Regions from separate parts of the Rattus norvegicus genome. Here region 1 is linked to region 2. A link is a contact called in public Hi-C data. All regions are on one chromosome and are shown on one strand. The core of a region is the stretch at or near the end of the contact, and the rest is flanking DNA. Distances in the headings are between cores, read along the strand shown. Region 1 has its middle 75 kb from the start of Itgb8. Region 2 has its middle 120 kb from the start of Abcb5.

What was found. A called contact is a pair of places that touch in the nucleus more often than the background predicts.
Region 1: a contact with region 2 is called in a Hi-C map of Schwann cells, with 7 times the contacts expected there. The contact joins two enhancer-like sites. A contact is called at or near these places in 2 of 12 Hi-C or Micro-C datasets (the A7r5 cell line and Schwann cells).

What each region holds. Positions count from the first base shown.
Region 1 is chr6:146,424,557-146,427,623 of GRCr8, reverse strand. No RefSeq gene overlaps it. Among named protein-coding and RNA genes, the nearest start is that of Itgb8, 75 kb to the right of the region's middle. Within about 2 kb of position 1,748, at least 1 of the 93 cell types and tissues checked has an H3K27ac peak or open chromatin away from gene starts, as enhancers often do. A contact at or near this core is called in Schwann cells, where this site is marked.
Region 2 is chr6:146,192,897-146,196,093 of GRCr8, reverse strand. No RefSeq gene overlaps it. Among named protein-coding and RNA genes, the nearest start is that of Abcb5, 120 kb to the right of the region's middle. Within about 2 kb of position 1,498, at least 3 of the 93 cell types and tissues checked have an H3K27ac peak or open chromatin away from gene starts, as enhancers often do. A contact at or near this core is called in Schwann cells, where this site is marked.

The sequences.
Region 1 (3,067 bases), core at 499-2,998, 230 kb before region 2:
TTTCATAAAAAGGAAAAGAAGGAAGGAGAGGGGAGAGAGTAAGGGGGCCAGAAAAAAGCAAAATTCAGTAAATATCTATATCTATCAACCTTGAGTTATATATGAAACTTGCTAAAGTCAAAATATGTTTTAAAATATTTTCTTTTTTTATAAATAATTATTCATTATTGAGAAATGTCTGGAAATGGTGGGAACTGGATGGTCACTAAGTACTTTCTCACTCCTTGAAATCCTCCTGTCCCCTGCCAGGAATGACTGAGTACTTTCAACCGTGCTTCTCACTCTCTAAGGTTTTTGTCAGCCTCCATCTTGAATGTGTGAAGCTTCCATAGTCGGCTCCTCCACACATCACTACACAGTCACTGAGCTTCCTTATACCACCTCCATTAATGCTTCACTCATCTATATAGAGGATCACTTTTTGAGACAGAAAAAAGCACACATATTGTTTTCAGAAACTTACCATGAAGCTCGCCTGTGCCGATCTTTGAACCTTAGGACTTTATTATCCAGATCAAAGACTGAGCTTTTACTAAAAGACTGAAAAAAAAACCTCTCTTATAACAGGTGTAGAAATGGCCCAGATAAAAGTAAATTCAAGATTACATGCTCATCCAGTCTATAATAAACTAGAACTTCTAATATTAAAATGCAAATGAATATTGGATAATACCACTATAAATTGTTCCTAACTCAGTAGTCTTGCATGGAAGAAAAACAGGACCGTAGTAGGTTTCTGGCTTCCTGCTCTCTCAGGAATCTGATTCAGTGAAGCTACAATGGTATTCAGTGGTCTACATTTAGATATACTATAAATCTACCACAGGCAAAGAAATCTTAACTTGGGTTTCAATCCACATCATCTAGCTGCTGTCAAAACAGGTGTCTCAAGTTTCCAGTGTGTCACCGGGACTGAAGTAAAGAAACAAGAATAGGAAACTCTGAAATGAGAGAGAAGAAGGTAAATTAGAAAAACATTAATCTATGTAAAACTTTACCTAGGAGTGACTTGATCTCTGGCTGGATTTGGCCTAGCAAAGAAGCTGTGGGAAAATCTCACCTCTGTATAAGATAGCCTCTACTTTTCTTCAGAGAGACGGAATTGGAGAATGAGGTAGGAAGCCATTATAGTCTCATGAATGAATGTGGATAAATGTAGCTAGAACTCAAATAGGATAGTCACTGTGGAAACCAAAACTGGATAACATTTTCTTTTCATGTTCATTTTCTGAAGGAGATGGATAGATTGTGAAGTATTTTCTCTGCCCCACTATTGCTCATGAATTCCCAGAGGTTGCTCATACACCAAAGGGATTTGTTAAGTAGAAAATGATTCAGTAATTTCATTGTAAGGCTTATACAAAAGTCAATTCACTCAATGGGTTCTTTATACTGGGGAAATTTAATTTGTTAAATGTTTTAGAAACAAACATAGTCTGTTCTTAGCTCTCTGCTACTTTAGTTATAATGTAATCAGAAGAGAGAAACTGTAAAATAATATAAACAAGGAAAAATATTATAAAGAAGTAGCAACAGGAGTTGAAATCACAATAAATTGAGTAAAAATGGTGGAAGAGGAGAGAAAAATATAACAGGACTTCTGGGAGAGACTTCTCAAAGGAAGGACGAACCGACAAGAATCTTCAACACGCCTCATTAAAATAGCAGAGTTGATGCCCATGGAATGGTACATGACTTCACTGTGTTGTTTGTGGCCAAGCAGGACTCTGACTTGTCAGTCAAAGGAAAAATTCTTTCTGGAATACTGATGAATTCACTGGAGGCCTACTCACTTTGTTGGTGACTACCCCGAAACCCATCTGGACAGCAGCTGATATCAAAGGAAGCCACCTGGAACGAGTGTCGTAGAAGGAGTTATGGTTGATTTGCTGAGAAATAAACAGTGTACCCTGTACTGACCCTGTTTAACAAGGCCAATCTCTGTTATTACAGAGCAAGGAAAAAGGGTAGGGTTGGAGGATAGTCAGTAAATTAATAGCTGGCATATTTCTCTAGTAGCTAAGTTAAAAGATTTTATTCCATAAAATACAGTTGTCAAATATAAATTATACTGCTGTACACATTCATGCACGTACACACACACACACACACACACACACACACACACACACACGCACACACACCAAATGATGATACCATTTTCCTGAGGACTGAATCACCATTTGCTCGAAAACTTTCTTCTCTCCTATGTATTTGTCAGTGATTTCAATCTGGACAGACATGTGTACTATGAGAAGGAAAAATTCAGAAAGTACATCATAAGTCTGTTTGCTTAAAATGAACTAGGAACAAACTGAAAAAATATTTCAGTACACCTAGTATGTTAAGATTCAGGGGCTCAGAAGGCTCTTGGTACCCATAGATGGCAGCAAAGCGCAGTCATGTGCTGAGCACCTTCAATCCCATCTTTGTCAGATGCATGAGTTCTTCTCATCCCTTCCTTAATGCTCCTCCACCTTCCAGGCATTTCTCTGATGAGTTAGCTACTCTGGGGAAACAATTTTAAAGACATATAGATGAGTGCTAGCAGGGGCAAGTAACAAGAATGCCGATGTTGTTCACAGAAGTAAAGAAATGCTTTTACATGTATAGCAGAGGCCAGCAAATGCTTTCAACAAGGGGTTAAACAGTAAAGACTTTAGACTATGAGGTCGTAGGTGAAACTTCTCAATTGTGCCTGATAGCATAGTTATAGCCACCAGCGATATGTGTAAGTAAGATTTCATTCTGTGCCAGGCATGGTGGGTCATATAATTTTAGCACTCCAGAGGTAGCAGGATCTCTGTAAGTTTGAGGCCAGCCTGGTTTACCCAGGAAGTTCCAAGGCAGCCAGTGCTACAAATTGAGACCCTGTCTTAAAAACCAAACAAGCTCAAACACACAAAAACTCATTCTGCTAATAAGTCAGGATTGTCTGGCTTATATGGCTGGCTTGATAATCCCTTAAGCAGGAAAATAGCAGGAGAGATGGGTAAAGAGAACACTATGTAAGAGAAAAATGTGAAACCCAAAATCTGTGATATCTATGACATAGACACTAAAGCCA
Region 2 (3,197 bases), core at 249-2,748:
CATGGCCAAAAGAGCAGGGTTCCATGGGCCGAAAGCCAAAGTTTCAAGGTCTAAAGTCACATGCTTTATTTTTCTTCGGAGCACTTAATGTCACATAATCTGTTATGAATGTGCATATTGGTAGTCTTTATTCTTATTTCTCACACTAGAATGCAAGCTTCATAGAGGCAGGAACTTTGCCTTTAACTTTCATGCCCTCAATATCTAAAATGCCTCCGGCACTGAACAGGAGCTCTACAAACTGCTGGATGAAAGAATGGATGTTCTACTGCCTTCGTCTCCAGGTCCTGCCAATTCTACATGTGTATTAGTCACATCTCAGAAGTGTACCAGATCTCACAGCAGTCCTGCAATGGACTCTGGTCTCTACCCCTTGCCAGAATTTTCTCTAAACTCCATTTTATCCCCACATAAGTCACAACAGGGCTCATCATTGCATGTCTCAGATTTACAATTTCAATAACCACTTTTTCATCAATAGAATAAAATGCATATCAGAGCTTTCATGACAGACTCCAAATCTCTTTGACCAACTCTTCCTCTCAACCACCATACTCAATAGATCTTGTTTCTAGTAAAGGTGGGGGGCCTTCCCACCTACTATTTCCTCAGAGAATGTTCTAGGTCCTTGATAGAATTTGAACTTGTGTGATTACTGGACTGTGTTCTTTAGCCCAAGGATTCTCAACCTTCCAGTACTGTGACTCTTTAATATAACTCATGTTGTGGTGACTCCTCAACCATAAAATTATTTTCATTGCTGCTTCATGACAAATTTTTCTTCTGTTATTAATCATACTATAAATATCTGTATTTTCTGATGGTCTTAGGCAACCACTGCAAAAAGGTCTTTCAACCCTCAAAGAGGTCATGACCCACAGATTGAGAATCACTGGTCTAGCCTTTTCTGTCTATCACACCTACAACGATCTTTCAGATCCAGCCTTTCTACCACCAACTAAAGTTGTTTTCTTATGTAGTTATGCTTTTCTCTCCCACCCTCACAATACCTCTTTTACAATATTTTCACAATACTCACATGCATCCATATTTTTCCTTTATCTTTTAATTTCCTAATTATTATATCTTCTAGTAAAGGCTTGACATGAAGTAGATGCTGCAGAAGTGCTGGTTGAAAAAAATACTCACAACAATAGATTTCGGAGATCTAAATGTCAAAGTACAAAAGATGGCAATGAAGTTTTCCGAACCATGAGTAAATTCCAAACTAAAAACAACATTGGACATTGGTATTATGATCAAAATGAAGGGAAAAGATAACACACCAAGAGATTTTAATCATGTTTGTTAAGACTTTGGACTGCTTCTCCTTAGTCTTATCAGAAATCTAAACAGGCAAATTCTCAAATGCTAACTACTGAATATGTGATTTTTCAGATGAGTATCCATGCAAATGAGTAACTACAGGAGAATCCAGTGGGTAGCTTTTACCATTGGTCTCATGGGATTACAGAGCACAAAGGGTAATGAACTTGAAATGCCTGAAGGGGGGGCATTTGGCCAATGATGAATATGACCCTGTATCTGCTCAACTTCACATTAAGTCTGCTCTTGAGTTAGTGGAAACCAAAGACTCTTAGGGAAAATAAACAATTCCTCTCCAGAACTCCCCCTCCCTACCAGTCTGATGGCTCACTAAATAAATATGTATTATTTTGCTCAATGAAATATAGAAGCCTTTTCATGTGCAGTGATAAGTGAGACTGTTTTTGGAAACATTTGAGCTCATGTTGGCAGTTTTAGCTCTCACCACATAGTAACTTTCCTTGCAATTCCCCTATCATGATATGTTTAGCATAGCCTGCGGGAAATACCTACCTACCTATCCTGTGACATTTCCAACCCAGGTTGACAGGCTTGCCTTCCATAATCTGTCCCAGCTGATGATCCTCAAATATAGCATTCCTCCTAGCAATCTTCTGTGGTATCCTGACTCTCAAGATGTGATGTTGGCAGGAAAGCTAAGTTCAGATTCCACGATGGAATCATTCTCCCTGGTCAAGGACTCTCAGACCCCAAGAGAGCAGTTTGTATATTTTTGCTCAATGAAATATTGAAACCTCTTTTCTTGTACAGTTTTTTGGAAACATATCAACTAGTATTGACCTTGTAAGTACCAAGTTCCTTGATGGCTCTGATTCTGCCTCTGTAATTATCAAAGAAAAAAACATTCTTTTTCAACAGGCATATGACCAAATGTGGTGAGTTAAATATCTTTATTTTTCTAAAGAAACTTGCTTTAATTAGCCTATTTGTGATTTTACTGATCACGGTCATAAACATAAAAATATTCAGAATAACACTAAGGGTTTCTAATATGGCTCTTACAGCTCTGCAATTCTGCAACATTCCCTCTTCCTAAAATACCAGTTTTGAGCATAGTGTTAAGCATTTCATTCAAGCAGATGCAGTATTACCTGAATACCACTATTAACTAGAAACATGATCTGCATATGTGGTTAATGTGCATATTTCTCCATTATTGCTTTACACATGACAGGACAACATGTAGATCATGCCAAAGTCATCACTATCTCTTGACACCATGGCCCCATCACTAATTCTTGGCCTTTCCTCACCTCCCCCATCAAACTGATCAGAGCCTAAGTTAGAGCCAAGAATGGCTTCTGCTGGGGCCCATAACCTAGTGAGCAGATTGACCATGTGACATAAAATGTATTATTTCTATTTCCATTCCTGTATCTCACTTTCCCACTCTGAATAAGAGTAATGAGGTCACAAGGTCCAACACATGTCAAGAGTCTCCTGTTATATAAAATATACCTGGCTTGACACATAATATCAATTGAAAACACAGAAGAAAAGCATTAGAACTTGAACTGAAATTATACTAAAGATGTTCATAGAATTCAGAGAAACTTGTCTAAAAGGAGGAAGAAGAATAAAGCACATGAAATAAGTCAGAAACATAAAATTTGTCACTATTTACCCTGATCTGTAAAGGAAACACACTGAATCTAGGATCTAATTGTTTTGTTCTATGAACTAAGACCAGTAAACCATGCTTTACCAAAATGCATATGAATTAGCCAATGAATTGTCCAGTCTTGTCTTATCTGACTCTGTGTCTAAGAACTGACTTTCTAATCTGCTTCTCAGCTCTGGTAGTGGTCAGAAAGCAATCCGAAGTAACAGGTGGTTGTCACTTCAAGTAA